Regions from separate parts of the Mus musculus genome. Here region 1 is linked to region 2. The links are chromatin contacts, called in public HiChIP or PLAC-seq maps. All regions are on one chromosome and are shown on one strand. The core of a region is the stretch at or near the end of the contact, and the rest is flanking DNA. Distances in the headings are between cores, read along the strand shown.

Region 1 (4,971 bases), core at 1,690-4,189, 33 kb after region 2:
TGGCCTCTGATTTTCTCCAAGTGTTCACAGGTTCCAGTGAACTCTGGAGGCAGACCTGCTCAAACAAGTTCCTTCAATGCCATTATTCTGTATCCACTTAGAATCACACGTGTGCTTTGTGCTAGTCCTCTGCTCTGACACCTCCGGGCCACGTGGAGTCTCTAATGGGATGTGGTCAGGAAAACAGGAGCGGGAGGGACATGGATGAAGGTTCTCTTTCCACCCCGAGTTTCACTTGACATACATAGAGAAGCTGTGGTCCCAGTCTGATGTCATTGAACTCTTAGGATTATACCTCTTTATTCATCCCTTTGAACTAGGTGGGCCCAAGTGCTTGGCTGCCTGCTTCCTGTAAATATGGCATGTCCAGGTTGAGAGTGCACCATAGACATGCAGAACACATCTCTTGTGACCTTTGGCTGAATGTCACTGACCTTATGACATCTTACCTCACATTTTTTGGGGGGGGGGGCTTCCTCAGACTCTCATACTCACCACCTGAAGACACCCCCCAAACACCCCCTTATTTTAGCACTATTCTTTGAGAACAGAATTCCTCTTGGTAGGGGTGGGGAGTCTGTGACAGGCCTGAGTTAGAGATGCTGTTAAGGACTGTGGTTGATAATACTTCACTACATGTCATTTTAGACTCACGCCACAAGGGGGGGGGAACCCTACAGAGGGGGCAGTAGTGTAGCCCTACATGTCTGTTCTTCACTAGGCTCATTTTCACAGAGTCATATACCCCAAATGAGTCACAAGCTCGCTTTTTAAAAAAAGATTTATTTATTTATTTATTATATGTAAATACACTGTAGCTGTCCTCAGACACTCCAGAAGAGGGAGTCAGATCTCGTTATGGATGGTTGTGAGCCACCATGTGGTTGCTGGGATTTGAACTCCTGACCTTCGGAAGAGCAGTCAGGTGCTCTTACCCAATGAGCCATCTCACCAGCCCACAAGCCCACTTTTGTGTTTTAAATGGCACTCCCTAATGGAGTACCTTTAGGGCTTAGTTTGTTTTTCTATTTTTACAGATTCCAGTGTTGTCTTCACTGCCCTTATAATTTGCGCTTCTTTTATTCCGCATGTGTCTTGTCAGACCTCTTACAAAGAAGATGTGGCTGAGTGTGTGCAAGGAGGAGGCCCCCAGCTTGAAGCTCATGAGTACTTGTTGTGACTTCAGATCTTCTGAGTGGAGTTCCTGGCCTCTCTAGCAGCACAGCAGTGACTTCATACTTGTACAGTGTCCTGGACAGAAGAAACGGTGCACGCTTTTGATGTCTCTAGCATCCTAGCAACAATTATCTAAAATGTTTCAGACCCCATAAACCAATACTGAAAGTGGGTGGCTTATTTTCTTTCCTAATCCTTCCATTCTTGTCAGGTGAAAGACTCACATGTTTAAAGGGCATTTGCTTCTACCATCTAGAGATGAGTGGCCATTTGAGCCATGAATTGACATGTTTATTGGTAGAAGGCAGTGTTGGGAGTGGTCCCAGTTTGTTCAAGGATAGAAGCAACCTGTGTTGAGGGCCCTGTTTATTATCCTGGCTATTTTCTATACTTTCCAGGCTTCTGCCCTGGCTGAAGGCCATCTTTACCACCGTCTTTACGTTTTACCTGGAACGGTGTGTCTAATAATTGCATTTCAGCTCATTAAGATGCAATTGCCAACGGCAACTGCATTGAGAGACTAGCAAGAGGATGGGGAAGGCTTTCCTCGTAACACTAGCAGATCGTAACCCCTTTCGTTTGGGTTGTAGTTTAAGAACTCAAATGCAGCCCAAACGAAGAAATAAATTGAAATATCCGACTGGAAACCTCCAGGACTCTGGTTTGGCTTGTCCTGCCCTCTTTGCAGCTAGTGTGTGAGCAGCTTCCTCGCAGGGTGTGTCTTAACTTACAGCAGCTGCCTTTGAGAGCCACGTGTCTGCTAAACGCCTACATTCCATCAATAAGAGAAACTGAGCAGAGAAGGAGAAAACTGTCATACTATTTTCTCCTTCGGTAACGGCATGGATTAAATAGCTGTGTTTGCTTTTATTTAGCAGAGGAAGAAGAAAGTTTAGATCGGGGTCGTGATCGGATCTGTCTTCCTAGCAATGACCTCTTTGCCTTTCTTACCCGCCCAAGCAACTCCTGATGCCTCCAAGAATTCTGTGTGCTAGAAACCTACGCTCGCTAGGCAGAGGCAAGGCCCTGGGAGAAGGGAGGGTGAAAGAAGGGGGTGGGCCTATGTAAATAGCCCGCAAGAGTCACCTCTCCATTGGCTGGTAGCCTGTCCGTTACCGAGTAGGGCAGGGCGTTCCTGGGCTTGAGTGCGGTACCTGAGCGAGACGCGCAGCAGAAAGCCCACGTTGGCGGCGGCCGGGAGCGCAGTGCGCAGAGGCGGGAGACTGCGAATCCCCGAGCCGACGCCGCAGCCTGCGTTCCGAGTTCCGCTCCTCGTCTCTCTCATCGCCTCGGAGAGCGGGATCCTCCGGGCACCCGAGAGACTGCCGAGAGGAAAGCTAGATCGTGGCCGCCTCCACTTGGGGAGGCGCGCGGAGATTCCGAGGGGGAGAGACGGTGCCCGAAGGCGGAGGGGCGCTGAGTTTCGGACCAGAGGGAAGTTAAAACCGCGCGGAGAAAATTGGCTTTTTAGGACGCAGGGACGCCACAGCCTGGGACCCACAGGGGAGTAAACTTCACGACTGTCCTACAAGCCAGGAGAGGCGTGCGAGGGGATGGTGCCCGGCATCGCCTCCACCTCTTGATCTGTCGTCTCCGGCCCCCCTCGGCCAGCCGCCTCTGAGGGTTCAGGGCAGCGCACGTGTGCAGACTGCGAGTGACCGTGCCGTGACCCGCCCGGGGACGCCGGCTGCAGCGCAGTCCTGCCTAGGACACACCTGGCTCACTCAGCCCGTGCGCCTCCAGAGACCTGCGGGAGAGTGGAGGATCCTGGCCGTCGCCCCGTCGTCTCTTCTCCACCCGGGCTTCTGGGGGCGCCGCGGATGACCATGAGAGATAAGGACTGAGTGCCAGGACCGGGAAGAGAGCCCGCCGAGAGGTGGCGGGGGCTGCCCACTCCGAGGGCCACAGCCTCCGCGCTCCGGCCTCGCTCCGCCGCTCGACGCCTCGCGGGCCCCGCGGGGGCAGCCGGGCTGGGCGGCGATGCCCGGGCTGGGGCGGAGGGCGCAGTGGCTGTGCTGGTGGTGGGGGTTGCTGTGCAGCTGCGGCCCCCCGCCACTGCGGCCCCCTCTGCCGGTAGCCGCGGCCGCCGCCGGGGGGCAGCTGCTGGGAGCCGGCGGGAGCCCGGTGCGCGCTGAGCAGCCACCGCCACAGTCCTCTTCTTCGGGCTTCCTCTATCGGCGGCTCAAGACCCACGAGAAGCGGGAGATGCAAAAGGAGATCCTGTCGGTGCTGGGGCTCCCGCACAGGCCGCGGCCCCTGCACGGTCTCCAGCAGCCTCAGCCCCCGGTGCTCCCGCCACAGCAGCAGCAGCAGCAGCAGCAGCAGCAGACGGCCCGCGAGGAGCCCCCTCCAGGGCGGCTGAAGTCCGCTCCACTCTTCATGCTGGATCTCTACAACGCCCTGTCCAATGACGACGAAGAGGATGGGGCATCGGAGGGTGTGGGGCAAGAGCCTGGGTCCCACGGAGGGGCCAGCTCGTCCCAGCTCAGGCAGCCGTCTCCCGGCGCTGCACACTCCTTGAACCGCAAGAGTCTCCTGGCCCCGGGACCCGGTGGCGGTGCGTCCCCACTGACTAGCGCGCAGGACAGCGCTTTCCTCAACGACGCGGACATGGTCATGAGCTTTGTGAACCTGGGTAAGGATTTTGGGGGTAGCATCGCGCGGAGGGTAGATCCCTCCTTTGCAGTCTCCTGGGCTCAGGTGGTGGGAAGAGGTGGAGGAGCGCGCGCGTGCGCGCGCGGCGGGGATGTGGGACAGCTGGTGCTCCGGACACCTGCGCGGCCGAGTGCTCGCCTGCGCTCCGCTGCAATGGGAGGAGCTGGAACACGCAGAGGTGCCCGCAGAGGTTGTCTTTTTCGGGGAACATGGGGCACTTTTCCCTGTATTCTTATTTCTGACGAGCTCGGGCCACTTCAACGCAAATGAGTTTGGCCAAGGTTCCTAAGAATAAGGTCCTCTGCACTCTTTCCCCTCTGAACTGTCCTCCATTGCCCCCTGGACGTTCGGAGTGCCGCTTTACCCATAGTGACCGTCAGGGAATCCCCCAGCAGTTGAGAACTCCGAGAACCTGATCTGAATGCTTTAGAGAGATTCACAGGTGTTGAGGAAGGAGGGCTTCGGTGGCTGAGGAAGGTCCCACCAGGACCTTGGAAGGTGTGCCAATCCCCGCCAGGCGGGGCTTGCGTCAGTATGGGGCGAGATTCCAGCGCAATTGGGGTAATCCACCCAGTGCCTGCGCTCTCATGCCCTTGGCCATTGTCCCAAAAGGTTGACCCTTCAATCAATGCTGTCCAAGCTCCTGGGGGCAGAGAAAGGGTGCGGGGGTAGGGGCCAGGGTTGGCCGCTGAGCTCTACTGAACTCCGTTGCCAGGCAACAGAATGGAAAGTCGAGGGCGGCTAAATTGGGCTCTGCCACTAATGTTCTGTGGCAAACCCAGACAGAGTCACGTCCCCCCCTCCCCGAAGTTTTCTCTCATCTGTAAACAGAAAAGGGAGGTGGGGTAAGAAAGACTGCGGAGTCAGTGCTTCTGAACCTTGCTAGTTTTTATTCATAAACTTAGTATAGAGCAAGGATGTAGGAGGCACGTCCCTAGTGGGTAGACCTGGGGAAGTAGACACACCCAGAGTGGCTGCAGCCGCCCCTGGGTTTCTGTGAGGCTTTTTCTCCCTGGGGGAGACCCATGCCTGTGCCCAGGTCTCAGAAAGGGTTAGCATGAGCTTGCCAAAAGGCCTATCAGAGCCGTCCATCTTCTTCAAGCCAGGAGTGATGACCCAGTGTTAAGTATCTAATTTAGT
Region 2 (5,169 bases), core at 2,180-4,679:
AAAACACCCATGGAAGGAGTTACAGAGACAAAGTTTGGAGCTGAGATGAAAGGATGGACCATGTAGAGACTGCCATATCCAGGGATCCACCCCATAATCAGCATCCAAACGCTGACACCATTGCATACACTAGCAAGATTTTATTGAAAGGACCCAGATGTAGCTGTCTCTTGTGAGACTATGCCGGGGCCTAGCAAACACAGAAGTGGATGCTCACAGTCAGCTAATGGATGGATCACAGGGCTCCCAATGGAGGAGCTAGAGAAAGTAGCCAAGGAGCTAAAGGGATCTGCAACCCTATAGGTGGAACAACATTATGAACTAACCAGTACCCCGGAGCTCTTGACTCTAGCTGCATATGTATCAAAAGATGGCCTAGTCGGCCATCACTGGAAAGAGAGGCCCATTGGACTTGCAAACTTTATATGCCCCAGTACAGGGGAACACCAGGGCCAAAAAGGGGGAGTGGGTGGGCAGGGGAGTGGGGGTGGGTGGGTATGGGGGACTTTTGGTATAGCATTGGAAATGTAAATGAGCTAAATACCTAATAAAAAATAGAAAAAAAAAAGAAATGTATACCACATTGCTTCTTTACATTATACTTTTCTCCAGTGTTATTTTCCCAAGCACAGTTAGATATCAGTCTTAAACTTGTCCCGATACACCGATGCTGTCAGATGGTACATCCTCGGTAAGAGACCAAATAATGATCTAGGAACTTTCCCTGCTTTGTTCTTTTGAGCTCATGGTTGACCTTCTTCTCAGTGATGTTTAAGTCTCTCGGGGAGAGGCTTTTTGAAGAGTGTGTACTGAAACCTGTTTTATGCTTGACTATTTGGAAATTTCTGGTAAAAGTAGGTCTGTATGCCTGTTTCTAGCTTGACTCCCAAGTGGTGGGTCTAAGACACACACACACACTCACACTCACACACCACACACCACACATAACACATCCACACGCACAGACCTACACACACACACATACACACACATATACACATACAGACTTACTCTCTCTCTCTCTTCTATGCGCTCTTTGTGATACAAGTCAGTTGTACTGGTTTGGGTTTTGTTATTCTTTCCATTGAGAGAACCTGGAGTCTCAGCTTCGGGTTTCAGGGCTGGGGCAAGTTTTATTTTCTTAGCAGTAACCAAGCCACACAGAAATAAACAAAACAATCCCTAACAATTAAAAAAATGCCTTGAAGAATAATATCAGTAACAAATCCTAACTCTAAAGAGATCATGCATTCTCCAGCTAACTCAGCCTGAATTGAATATCACACCCTGAGATCCTTTTGGAGAGCCCGATGGGCCAGCCGCTCCTTCCATTGTTAGAGCCAACCACAACCATACAAGTCAGGGGAAGGATATTCCTCGGCTGGGTGTGGCCAGCGGGGCCACTAAGCCATGGACTTCTTGGTTATTATAACACAGGAATGATTTTTGTACATTGGCTTTTATAAACAGGGTGCAGCTGGAAATTCTTTCATTTCCCTCTCTGCCTGTCATAACTACAGTTTTGGGTTTCTTGCCTCATGGTAAGAGTTCTAATAGAAATGAAATGTTTTTATTTTTGCTGATGTGTTATTACTAAGAGAGAAGCTGGTATAATTCAGCTATTATGATTATAAACTGCTCCCATGGAAATTGATAAACGTTGACACTTGTGACCTACAGAAGAAGTCATAGAATGTTAGATCTGGAAGGGAATCCTTCTGTAAGCAAACGGCAGGGCTTGATGGCCCATCACTTGTCTGGGGTTCCTGAGGTAATTAGCGGCAACGAAAGCTAATATCTTGGAAGCTCCCACCTTCCAATCAAAGACTCTTTTCCTATGCTATTTTCATTCTCTCTGAACACACGCTGACCAAGTTGAGAGTACGTATGTTTGAACAGCATCTCAAGAACGTAGTTAAACATTTCTTACGGGGATCCATCGAACAGTCTGAGGAAGAGAGACTTTAACAGTGCTTTGATTTGACAGTTAAATGATACTTTATATGATAAAGCCCTTTTCTAACTTTACAGTTAGCCTTCTATGACGTTATATTTTTTGTGTGTTTATAATACAGCTATCAATAAGCTTCCTCCTTAAGATGTGAGAGCTCTGTTCTAGAAATTTCCAGAAGATCTCTTAAAACCTCTTTATATTATCTTGCTTTTGATAGGTCAATATGAACCTTCAACTGTGGTTGGGTTATACTGATTAATATACACTTGCGTCATAGTTCTATTCTGGACTCACATTCCCCAAAGAGAAAGTGCAGTTAGCAGAATGGACTATACAGGTAGTTGCCAAGAAAGGGGAGATACATGGAAGGGGATGAGCCAAAGCCAACTATAGTCCATAGCTATCAGAAACCAACCTGAATTTGTTTAAACAAAGGGTGGGACTTCATTTACAGACAAGGGTTGGTCTCGTAGAATTCATCGGACGCTATGTGACAAAAGGAGGTGTGGTAACCACAAACCAGAGAAACCTTAGCCAAGACCATTGCTTCTTTCCCCTTCTTCCCTTCCCTGGCTTTTTCCTCTTCTCATTCTTTCTTCTCCATTCTGACATCCCCTCCCCCATCCTTTCTTTCCCCTTCCTCCCTTCTTCTCTCTCCCTCTTGCTCCCCTCCTTCCTTGCCACCCTTCTCTCTTCCCCCTGCCTCTGGTCTTTCTCTCCTGCTTCCCTTTCCTTCCTTTTCCCACCGATTGAACATCTCTGGTTACTAACTTTTTATTCCAGAGACTCTGTTTAGATACTTTATCTTGGACTGTGAGTAGAGCTGTAAGTAGAGATAAGGCCATTAAATCCAGTATTTGTGTGTGTGTGTGTGTGTGTGTGTGTGTGTGTGTGTGTGTGTGTATGTGTGTGTGTGTGTGTGTGTGTGTGTGTGTGTGTGTGTGTTGGGATGTGTGGGGAGTGGGGGTGGGGAGGGATGGTGGGAACTTACTGCTACCATTGCCTAAGCCACTTCAAGGCTAAGGCAGCCCTCTGAGGGCACCATTAGACAGGGACTTGAAGCTTTTCCTAGTGGCTATCCTTCAGGACAGGACTGGGATGGGGTTAATAGTGAGCGAGGCATTTGCTGGTTGATCCATTGCTCCCTTTCCCGGTTTGCTGGTGTGGAATGTGGAGGAAGGTGCGCTGGCAGGGGAGGAAGCAGATGGCGTGGACTAGAAGAAAAATCTTGCTTCTAAATGGCTGCCGTCATAACATGGGGAAATCTCTCTGCATAGCCACGAAACTGGAAGGAGCTTGCTGCTGAGCCACACAGCTCTGACAGTGTTTCATGCTGCAGCTGATGAGGGCGTGAGAGGCAGCCCACAATGATCTCTTTCAAACCCGACCCCACAGTACCTTTAAGGATCCCAGAGCTCCTCCCGGAGACAACTCAGGTGCTGCTAGCCTTCTGTTTACATTCAGCAGCCTCGCCCTATCCTCTGGGAGGGTGAGTCACTGCCCTGGCTTGCCAGTTTCTGAGAGGTGAGAAACATTAGGACAGTCTAATATTGCCAGGTGATGTCAAATTTCGAAAGCTAGCAAATAGTACGAGGTCAAGGCTAGCAAAGGGTATGTACAGGAAGGGACCTGGGCTAGTCAAACCAAAGGTCCATCTCATTAAAGGAACAACGCCAGAACCAAGAGCAACTTAACAGAAGCAGAAGACAAAGAACGACCCAGAGGAGGTGGGAAACATGGAGATGACACCTCTGACTGGCGCTGCTAAGCCGACACTGCAATCTGATTGGCTTGGTGCTGCCAAACCCAATCTGATTGGTTTGGGTGCTTGTTCCCAGCAGCTGAGGCCGAGCTGCCATTTTGACCTTATAACACCTTGGTTTTGACAAAGCTCCTTACACTCTAGACATTGCCACACCCTAAACACATGTTCTGGGGGTAGCCATCATCTCCATTTTGAATAAATAAAGTGAGGCTTGATCCGGTGAATAGTATAAATGTCCCATCGGGTGAGTCAGCTTTCTAAGACTGGAGAGAAACTACCCTGAAATGAAAAACTTTAGGAGAAAAGGCTACTCCTGGCTCTTGGCTTCAGAGGTTTCAACCCATGGCTAATAAGCCCTGCTGCTCTAGGCCTGTGGTGTAACAGTACATCATAGTTAGAACACACGGCAGACCAGGTGTTTCTACGTCATGATAGCCATGAGGTAAAATGAGAGATAGGAAGGTGTCCTATAATCTCCTTTGATGATGTGGCACATACCCAATAACCCCCCACTACTACTCCTTCTTCCTTCTTCCTTCTTCCTTCTTCCTTCTTCCTTCTTCCTTCTTCCTTCTTCCTTCTTCCTTCTTCCTTCTTCCTTCTCCTCCTCCTTCTCCTTCTCCTCCTTCTCCTTCTCCTTCTTCTTCTCCTTCTCCTCCTTCTTCTCCTTCTTCACCTCCTCCTCCCCTCCTCCTTCTTCTTCCCGCTCTCTCTCTTTTTCTCTCTCTCTTCTCATTCTTGCAGGTCTGGTCTTTTAGACTATAATATTTTTATTATTTGATAATTTCATACAGTGCGTTTTTATCATATTCATCCCAGCTCCTCCCAGATTCACCCCCTTTGTGACTCATGTTCTCTCTCCTGAAGAAAAACAACAACAACAACAACAACAACAACAACAATAAAACTAAAATAAAACTTTCAAGTCCAGTTTGTATTATCCAAATATTCTTAGTGTGGGGCCTTCCCTAGAGCATGGGTCACACCCTTAGAGAAAATTGACTTTCTTTCCCTCAGTAGCTATGGTGGAACTTCATGGCCACCTCCCCACTAGGATTTTATCTGGGTTGAGTTTGCACGGGTCTCATGTGGGCTGTCACAATCTCTGTGAGTTTTTATGTGCAACTGCCCTGTTGTATCTAGAAAATAACCATTTCCTTGAGGTCATCTAGCGTCTTTGGGACTTGCAATCTCTCTGCTCCCTCTTCCTCAAAGATGCTGAGGCTTGGAGGGCTGGAGTATGATAAAGATGCTCCCCTTTAAGGCTGAGCACTGCAGTCTTTTATTCTCTGCATGTTGACAGTGGGTTTCTGTGATAATTGTCATCTGTTGGGAGGATAAGCCCCTCTGATGAGAGGTGAGAGATGCTCTGGTCTGGAGGTATAACAATATAGCATGAGGAATTATTTTAATGGTATTGCCCATTTAGCAGATAATAATATTAGCTCTT

The links. HiChIP or PLAC-seq counts read pairs in DNA pulled down with a chosen protein or histone mark.
Region 1: a contact with region 2 is called in an HNF4G HiChIP or PLAC-seq map of pancreatic cancer cells. The contact joins the promoter of Bmp6 here to the enhancer-like site in region 2. A contact is called at or near these places in 1 of 484 Hi-C or Micro-C datasets (peritoneal macrophages), 4 of 115 datasets of contacts at active chromatin or transcription factors (embryonic fibroblasts, embryonic stem cells and pancreatic cancer cells) and 1 of 9 other capture datasets (adipose tissue).

What each region holds. Positions count from the first base shown.
Region 1 is chr13:38,342,777-38,347,747 of GRCm38.p6, forward strand. Bmp6 (bone morphogenetic protein 6) reads left to right here and starts at 2,940. Exons shown (of 7, transcript NM_007556.3): 1 at 2,940-3,811. The coding sequence starts at 3,157. It overlaps Gm47990 (a long non-coding RNA gene), which reads left to right. Exons shown (of 2, transcript XR_003950672.1): 2 at 1,103-1,347.
Region 2 is chr13:38,309,097-38,314,265 of GRCm38.p6, forward strand. No RefSeq gene overlaps it. Among named protein-coding and RNA genes, the nearest start is that of Gm47990, 8.8 kb to the right of the region's middle. Within about 2 kb of position 3,430, at least 51 of the 459 cell types and tissues checked have an H3K27ac peak or open chromatin away from gene starts, as enhancers often do. A contact at or near this core is called in pancreatic cancer cells, where this site is marked.